Regions from separate parts of the Sus scrofa genome. Here region 2 is linked to region 1. Evidence: chromatin contacts called from public promoter capture Hi-C data. All regions are on one chromosome and are shown on one strand. The core of a region is the stretch at or near the end of the contact, and the rest is flanking DNA. Distances in the headings are between cores, read along the strand shown.

Evidence for each region. Promoter capture Hi-C pulls out the DNA fragments that hold promoters and counts their contacts.
Region 2: a promoter capture Hi-C map of fetal liver shows a contact between it and region 1, with 2.1 times the contacts expected there. The contact joins the promoter of NANS here to the promoter of XPA in region 1. A contact is called at or near these places in 2 of 5 promoter capture datasets (fetal liver and liver), 6 of 47 Hi-C or Micro-C datasets (embryonic fibroblasts, fetal liver, heart right ventricle and 2 more) and 1 of 2 datasets of contacts at active chromatin or transcription factors (alveolar macrophages).

What each region holds. Positions count from the first base shown.
Region 1 is chr1:239,565,210-239,569,847 of Sscrofa11.1, forward strand. It overlaps XPA (DNA repair protein complementing XP-A cells), which reads right to left and starts at 3,380. Exons shown (of 7, transcript XR_301366.3): 1 at 3,158-3,380.
Region 2 is chr1:239,880,476-239,884,940 of Sscrofa11.1, forward strand. NANS (N-acetylneuraminate synthase) reads left to right here and starts at 1,509. Exons shown (of 6, transcript NM_001185139.1): 1 at 1,509-1,640. The coding sequence starts at 1,509.

The sequences.
Region 1 (4,638 bases), core at 2,130-4,629:
TCATGAACTTGAGGTAGCCCAAAAATTTCTTAAACATGACCCAAAAGTATTAACCATAAAAGAAAAAATGTCTTAACTGGACTTGATTAAAACTAAGAACTTCTGGCAGTTCTCTTTGTGGCTCAGCGGGCTAAGGACCCAAAATAGAGTCTGTGAGAATGGAGTTCGATCCCTGGCCGGGCGTACTGGGTTAAGGATCCAGCATTGCCACAAGCTGCAGTGTAGGTTGCAGATGCAGCTCAGATCCAGTCTTGCTGTGGCTGTGGTGCAGGTGCAGGATTCCATCCCTGGCCCAGGAATTATCATATGCCACAAGTATAGCCATAAAAAGAAAAAAAAAAAAAAAAAAAAAGCACCTCTGTTCATCAAAAAACACCATTATGAGAGTGAAAAGACAAAATGGAAACTGTGAGAGGCTATTTGCAATATGTATATCTGACAAAAGGACTCATATCCAGAATACATAATGAAATCCAATATATTAGTAAAAGACAAATAACCCAACTAAAAAAAAAAAAAGGAGGAGCTCCTGTCATGGTGCAGTGGTTAATAAATCCGACTAGGAACCATGAGGTTGTGGGTTCGATCCCTGGCCTTGTTCAGTGGGTTAAGGATCCGGCGTTGCCTTGAGCTGTGGTGTAGGTTGCAGACGCGGCTCGGATCCCACTTGCTGTGGCTCTGGTGTAGGCCAGTGGCTACAGCTCCGATTTGACCCCTAGCCTGGGAATCTCCATATGTCATGGGTGCAGCCCTAATAAGACAAAAAAAAAAAAAAAAAAAAAAAAGGCGAAAGACCTAAATAGAAACTTGACAACTGAGGATATGCAAATAGGCGTTCCCATTGTGGCTGGGTGGTTAACAAACCCACTAGCATCCATGAGGACAAGGGTTCGATCCCTGCCCTTGCTCTGTGGGTTAAGGATCTGCCATTGCCATGAGCTGTGGTGTAGGCTGCAGATGTGGCTTGGATCTGGCATTGCTGTGGCTGTGGTGTAGGCTGGCAGCTGCAGCTCCAATTCGAACCCTAGCCTGGGAACCTCCATATGTCATGGGTGCAGCCCTAATAAGACAAAAAAAAAAAAAAAAGAGAGAGAAAAGATATGCAAATAGCCAATGACCACAAGAAAGTTCTCATTATCATTGGCAATTAGGAAAGTACAAACTAAAACTATAATGAAATACCACCACTCCCACCAGCATACCCAAAAAGAAATACATAAAAAACTGATTCACTTTGCCGTACACCTGAAGCTAATAAAATATTTTAAGTCAACTACACGCCAATAAAATTTTTTAAAATATAAAAATAAGGGGATTAGAGTATAAGTACTGTTTCTGTTAACAGTACTTCTCATACTACCTTTTTATATATCCCTCCACTAGACTGAACCATTTTTCTCTAATTCTGAAAAATAATTAAGCATTCCGTGAATTTTGCTGAATGGATAGAAATGGATGAATGTACCAAAATATGATTCTGATTTCATGAAGTGTAGCAAATGATCAGAATGACTATGAGTGCAATGAGAATTAAGGGAAACTGGAATAATCAAGATGATAATTTGATCAGGATCCTGAACAATGCTAAAATATGCCAAAAACAAAGCCCAGTTTCTCTCTACTCTTATGCCTTGCTATGCCCCCCAGGCCCTTAACACTACTCTTAGCAACATATTCTAAGCAACTTCTCATCTTTTTTCATGGCTTATGTCATACCACACACAGAAAGTGGAAATTATACAGTACATTGAAATAAAAGTACTACAAAGATAAAAATCTCGGCTCTTGAAGCACTGCAGGTTGCATACACTGTTACAGCACAATTTGGTTCTTTGGTAAATGCCCAGGAAATCTTAAAAAATATTCATACTACCTTGCTTTCCATTATCAGAAGTTTAATACCAGTTTATGCTCTATTTTGTACCCCTGTTCCACAGCCATTTAGTACAAGTCTTGAAACCTTTATGGAATCATAAATATGAATTTATCAATGCAAATGAACAATTTTTTGCATTGAGACCAGAACCATTAAAAGTGGCTAGGGTTTTCAGATTCAGTGTCAGTATGAATCTCAAGACACCCAGCTAGCTCTTTTCACTCTTCCTTACTCCTGGCTGATGAAAGGGTTAAGTAGATGATACAGTTTTGTGTTCAACTGCTCACACACTACACAGTTGGTTGAGGAACACAGGTGCTTCGTGTCATGGAGGCAGTCCTAAAGAATCACATGTCAATCAAACTATATTTTAGGTACCATGGAGAAGACTACCACTTGATCCCAGTGGAGAGTTATATGATAAACACATACATGATAAGCAAATAGACAAATGCACAGCCAAGGGCTGTCCTAATAAAGGGAAGATGAAATCCAGACAAGAATAACACAAGAATAACAGCCTTTCTTCCTAAGGGTGAGAGAAATGCTTAGTATAGCAAAGGAAGCTGGTGAACAAGACCTTGAACCGAGGGTCAGATGACCTGAGTTCTAGTCCAGATTAGCCTTTGCACTTGCTGAGACGAACCTGAGCAAACCTCTGTCGCTTTCTGGCGCTCAATTATCTCCTCAGTAAAACATGGATACCAAACCCTGCCCTAATTATTTTCAGGTTAGCTGTGAGAGCCAAATTAGCTACTTGGAAACTTTGACACACAACAGTTGTCACTCGGTTAGCCCCACGGAGTCAGTAGCTAATGTCTGTTTGCTCCTCTCTGCGCCCAGCACGTAGCAAGCACTGTGTGCCAATTAGGGAATATGCACTCAATCACCCTGCGTTAAATGGATGAATAAGGAAGCAGGTGCAGGATTACTAAAATGTGTTACGAGGTCTAAAAGCTTTATACAAAGACCATCCCGGGACTGGTGGAAGCTGCAGGCAGAGAACAGAAAAGGAGAACGGAGACATTGCCTGGCTCCTCCCGACAGCGAGGGCGGCGGCATCCCCAAGCCAAGGACGGCCGCTGGACCGCCCAGGTGCCGTGAGGCAAGGCCAGGGCTGGGAGTCAGAAGTCGCCCTGTGGTCTTGGACACCCCGCTGTGACAAGGCCAGCTGAGCTGAATCCCTCCGAGGACTGCGGGGGAGGGTCTGGTCGCCACACCAAGGACGGGGCCCCAGGTCCGCCAGGAGAGAGATGGGGCAGACGCCGCTAGGGTCCAAACCTCCGGTAGCCGCAGCCGTCGTCGCTGGGTAAGGCCGGGCCGCCAGCCGGGCCTGGCGCAACATCAGCGCCCGCTGCCGCTTACGCTCGATGTTCGCCCGCACTGAGGCAGGCAGCTCCGCCGGCTGTTCTGAAGCCGCCGGCTGAGATGAAGACCCTTCAGCAGCCGCCATGTCCAACCTCCCCAGAAGACTGTGGCAATAGCCCCCACGCAGGCGCATTGAAACGCCAAAGCTGGTCGAGGCCCCGCCTCCGCGCTGGCGGTAGGGAGCGCGCCTGCGCATTTTGAGAAGGACTTGCAGAAAGGAGCGGTAGTTGGAATCTGCGCAAGCGTCAGAGCGGAGTTTACTTGTTGGCTTTGTAACTCTGAAGTCGCCGGCTGGTTCCAAGATCAGTGTTCAGGACCCAGTCATCTTTAAAATAATAGCTTCGCTTGGTGGTTCAGCACATGGGCATTGGAGTCAGACTTGGATGAAATCTTAGTTCTGACACTTGCCATCTGCGTGGCCTTCAGTAAGTCACTTACCCTGAGTTCAGTTTCAACAGTAGTAAAATGAGGATAATTACAGAACCACTTAATAGAGTTGTTGAGAAAATTAGATGTAGTCTTTCCGCACAATGCCTGGCACATAGAAAGCTTCCCAAAATGATGGCAGTTAGTAGTAACAGTAGTTTCAATCAAAAGAAATCAGCGGATGATTGGTATGACTACTTTGAAATTCTGGCCTAGACAGAGTCATAGATTTGAAATGAGAACACCTGGGTTTAAACTCTGGGTGACAAAAGGCAAAGGCAGCACCAATTACCAAAGCTGGTATGCGTAAGTTTGGCTAACTTTTCCATGGAATATTTCTAGAGTGTGGATGAACTTACTTTGGATTTGAGCTAAACCCTGACTTCCCAAAAGTGTGGCAAATGAAGCAAAATAAATATGGCATGCTTTCCTAAAAATGTATTTTTTTATGACAATAAAACTTAATTGAAGCCAGAAAACATTAAGTTCTAATTACCACTTATACCATTGGGACTAGTTCTTAGAACAAACTGGCCCACTGGATAATACCTAACATTCACAGTTTGAGAAGCACAACCTAGTGGTTTTAGTCAATCAGTTATATGTATATCTAAGCTGGAGGACCTTCTATAGAGTAAATAAGTGCTGCGATCTCCTAGTTGAACTGGAGACAGATTTCAAACCATCCCTACTCCTTTTCCCCTCAAATTCCTCTCGCTCCCTATCCATTGATCTTGTCCCATGATAAAATCTCAAGTTTCATATGATAACGAAAGCACAAACAGGATAAAATTAGATAAATTAACTTAATAAAAATTAGTGACTTTTGGAGTTCCCGTCGTGGCTCAGTGGTTAACGAATCCAACTAGGAACCATGAGGTTGCGGGTTCGGTCCCTGGCCTCCCTTAGTGGGTTAAGGATCTGGCATTTGCTGTGAGCTGTGGGTGTAGGTCGCAGACACGGTTCGG
Region 2 (4,465 bases), core at 259-2,758, 310 kb after region 1:
CCCTTGGCAACCAAAACCATTTTTCCACCAAGTCTGCTGTCTCCAGTGGCTCCCCTGCCCTCATTCCCCCTCCCCCTAAGTTTTTGCTCCTCATTCTGCACTGCTCTGGGCCTGTGACTCTGTGGGTCTCTCCTCCTCAGGACAAACCCTGGTTCTTTGTCCTTCCATGGCAGCAACACAAGGCTCAGTCCTCCATTGCTCATCCCTCTGCACCCTTTCCTCAGGAGTCTAACTTATCCTCGGGCTTTCCTCACTCTGAATGGCTCCCAGATCACTCTTTCCAGCCCTGACCTCTACTCTAAGCCTCAGACCTGTCTTGTGGACATTTTCACCTGCATGTTTATACCCACGTGTCCCAAAGCTACCCTTCTGCCCTTCCACCCAGAAGTGCCTCCTCCTCTCCGTTTTTAACATTGTTACTCTGCTCATTAGTTCTGGCAAGTGGAGCTGGGAATCAAGTGTTATTTTTTCCTTCAAACTGGTTATTTCTCAACTTTGTCTGCAACCCAGTATAATGCACTGCAAGGGCCTTAGGCTGGGAGGTAGTCCAGGGTCCTCATCGCAGCTCCACTCTGGTTTTCTGGATGGCTTTGGACAAGTCAATGGAACTTTTTGGACTTGCTGCCTCTCACATAATAGGACTGGCAACCACTTATTGAAAGCTTACTACAGGCCAGGTACTGTGATCAGTATCTCATCATCACTTGACCAAACTTGGAAGGTAGGGTCTATATAATTTTCCAATTTAAGAGAAAAAGGAAAATAATGTTCAGGGAGTTCCTGTCGCCGCTCAGCATAAACAAATCCGACTAGTATCCACGAGGATGCAGGTTCGATGCCTGTCCTTGCTCAGTGGGTTAAGGATCCAGCATTGCCTTAAGCTGTGGTGTAGGTCGCAGATGCAGCTTGGATGGTATTGTTGTGGCTGTGGTGTAGGCTGGCAGCTATAGCTCTGATTCATCCCTAGCCTGGGAACCTCCATATGCCGCGGGTGCGGCCCTAAAAAGACAACAATAATAATAATAATAATGCTCAGAAAGACTAGGTATTCATGATAAAGAGTTGGTTAGTGGCAGGAGCTGGACTCCAACCAGCTCTGTTAATTCCAACCCCTGAATCCGTTTTTTTCCATTACACCGTAGGGCGGACTCTCTCCACGCCCAAGGCAGCCGTCAGCCTCCTTACAGGAATGTTTGCTCAAGGGTGCATGCAGGGACCCCATCGCTGTCAGGGATTGCGCCTCCTGCCCATGAGTCACACGCCGAACTCAATAGAACAGCGCTAGGCTTTCTCTTCCTGTGGCACGTCTCTCCCAGCGGGTGGCTCCGCCCCCTGACTTGATTGGCTGTCGGGAACGAGGCAGAGCTCGTTGATTGGCTGCGTGGCGGCCGCTGGCTGACGTGGCGGGGCCTCCGAGTGGGCCCAGCTAGGCTGCAGACTGAACAGAAGGGAGGTGGCGGCGGCGGTAACTAGGCGGGTGGTGCCGCACGAGAGCACAAGCCGCTGCCATGCCGCTGGAGCTGGAGCTGTGTCCCGGACGCTGGGTGGGCGGGCAGCACCCATGCTTCATCATTGCGGAGATAGGCCAGAACCACCAGGGCGACCTGGATGTGGCCAAGCGCATGATCCGTATGGCCAAGGTGAGGGGAGCGTCTAGAGGACCAGGGCGCAGGGTGCCGAGAGAGGGCGGGGCCTGGGGAAGAGTGGCCTGGGCATGGGTGGGCGGGGCTGCGGACCCCGGGACCGTCCTCCTTCTTTCTGCCACTTGGTGCCCTGCACCCGGCCTGGCGACTTCCAAATGTTTCGAATCTTCATCTTTCTGCTACCCTCCTGATTTGTTTGCATTGCTGCAATTGACCCCTAACCTGGCCTCTCTCGCCCTCTTCTGGTGGCAGAATAATCTTCCCGAAAAACAGATTTAATCAGGTCGTACCCTCACCTGACACCCTCAGAAGCTACCCACTATTCATGGGTAGAGTTGAAACCCTTTAACATAGCCTTCAAGACCTTAATGTCTTGGACCCTTCTTTCCTATCATTTTTCACCTCGGACGTCTTTCAGCGACAGTGAATTACTTTTAGAAAGTTCCTGGAAGTTGCTGCAAGTGTTGCTCACCTGCCATCCCTTATACTTACCTCGTAGAATTGGGAGGCTCAAGTGAGATAACTCATGAAAATCTCTTAGCACAGTACTTGGCAAATAGGACTCAATGAATGCTAGCTATTAGTGATAAGATGTTAATAAACATTCATGCTCCCCCTTCTCTTGGATCCTTTCTGTCCAACCCCCCTCCCCCCATAAAGCTGGTCTCCTGTGATTGTTCCCGTTGATTTGCCTGTTCTTGTCTATTCAAACTTTTCTCTCTGTTGGACCGTGAGCCCTCTGAGGGACGGGGCGGGGGAGGGGGGTGTTGTCATGTTGTTTGTTGTGACCCCAGCCCCAGTATGAGGTCTGTGCTGTGATTCCTTGATTTAGAGGTGGCTCACTCCATCTTTCTTTTTTTTTTTTTTTTTTTTTTTTTTTTTGGTCTTTTTGCTATTTCTTTGGGCCGCTTCTGCGGCATGTGGAGGTTCCCAGGCTAGGGGTTGAATCGGAGCTGTAGCCACCGGCCTATGCCAGAGCCACAGCAACTCGGGATCCGAGCCGCGTCTGCAACCTACACCACAGCTCACGGCAACGCCGGATCGTTAACCCACTGAGCAAGGGCAGGGACGGAACCCGCAACCTCATGGTTCCTAGTCGGATTCGTTAACCACTGCGCCACGACGGGAACTCCTCTTTTTTCTTTTTAAGGGCCACAGCTGCAGCATGTGGAATTTCCCAGGCTAGGGGTCAAATCGGAGCTGTAGCTGCCGGCCTACACCACAGCCACAGCAACGAGGGATCTGAGATATCTGCGACCTATACCACACCTCAAGGTAATGCTGGATCCTTAACCCACTGCGTGAGGCCAGGGACCAAACCTTCGTCCTCATGGATACTAGTTTGGTTTGATACTACAATGGGAACTCCCATCATTTTTTCCTTTCACCTCCCTTCATTCAGTGCCATTCAACCAGTCATTTTTGATTAGGTTTTCTCTTACTCTTTCAGCTTTAACTCTACTTCTGTGCAAGCCTACTGAATCACAAAGATACTTTTATTTTTAAATTTCATAGTGATTCAGTACTTTCATAGATTATACTCCATTTAAAGTTATACAAAATAATGGCTATATTTCTCTGTGTTGTGCAATGTGTCCTTGTTACTTTTTTTTATTGTTTTCCTTTTAGAGCCACACCTGTGGCATATGGAAGTTCCCAGGCTAGGGGTCGAGTTGGAGCTGCACCTGCTGGCCTATGCCATAGCCATGGCAACATTGGATTCAAGTTGACTCTCTTGCAGCAACACTGGATCCTTAACCCACTGAGTGAGGCCAGGAATTGAACCCAAATCCTTATGGACACTACATCAGGTTCTTAACGTGCTGAGCCACAACAGACACTCCTCTTGTTGCTTACTTATTTTATACATAGTATTTTTTTTTCTTTCTTTTTAGGACCACACTGTGACATATGGGGATTCCCAGGCTAGGGGTCAAATCGTCAAATCGGAGCTACAGCTGTCAGCCTACACCACAGCCACAGCAATGCCAGATTCAAGCCGTATCTGCAACCTACACCACAGCTCATGGCAATGCCAGATCCTTAACCCACTGAGCGAGGCCAGGGATCAAACCTGAGTTGCATGGATGCTAGTCAGATTCGTTTCCATTGAGCCGCAATGGGTACTCTTCTTGTTTATTTTATCTTTTGTCTTTTTTTTTTTTTTTTGTCTTTTTTTTTTGTTGTTGTTGTTGTTGTTGTTGCTATTTCTTGGGCCGCTCCTGTGGCATATGGAGGTTCCCAGGCTAGGGGTTGAATTGGAGCTGTAGCCACCGGCCTACGCCAGAGCCACAGCAACTCGGGATCCGAGCCGAGTCTGCAACCTACACCACAGCTCATGGCAACGCCGGATCGTTAACCCACTGAGCAAGGGCAGGGACCGAACCCGCAACCTCATGGTTCCTAGTCGGATTCGTTAACCACTGCGCCACGACGGGAACTCCTTCTTGTTTATTTTATACCTAGTAGTTTGTATCTCCTAGTCCTCTACCCCTGTCTTTCCCCTCCTTCCTCTCTCTCCCCATTGGTAACCCACTCCCCATTGTTCTCTATATCTGTGAGTCTATTTGCAACCTAAGTGTACATCAGCAGATGAATAGATAAAGAAGATGTGGTATATATACACAATGGAATATTACTCAGCCATAAAAAAGAATAAAATTCTTCCATTTGCAGCAGTGTGGTTGGACCTGGAGGATATGCTAAGTGAAATAAGTTAGTGAAAAGCAAATACTTTATGTTATCACTTATATATAGAATCTAAAAAATAAATAAATATACTTTAAAAGATTAATAATGTTGGGAGTTCCCACTATAGTGCA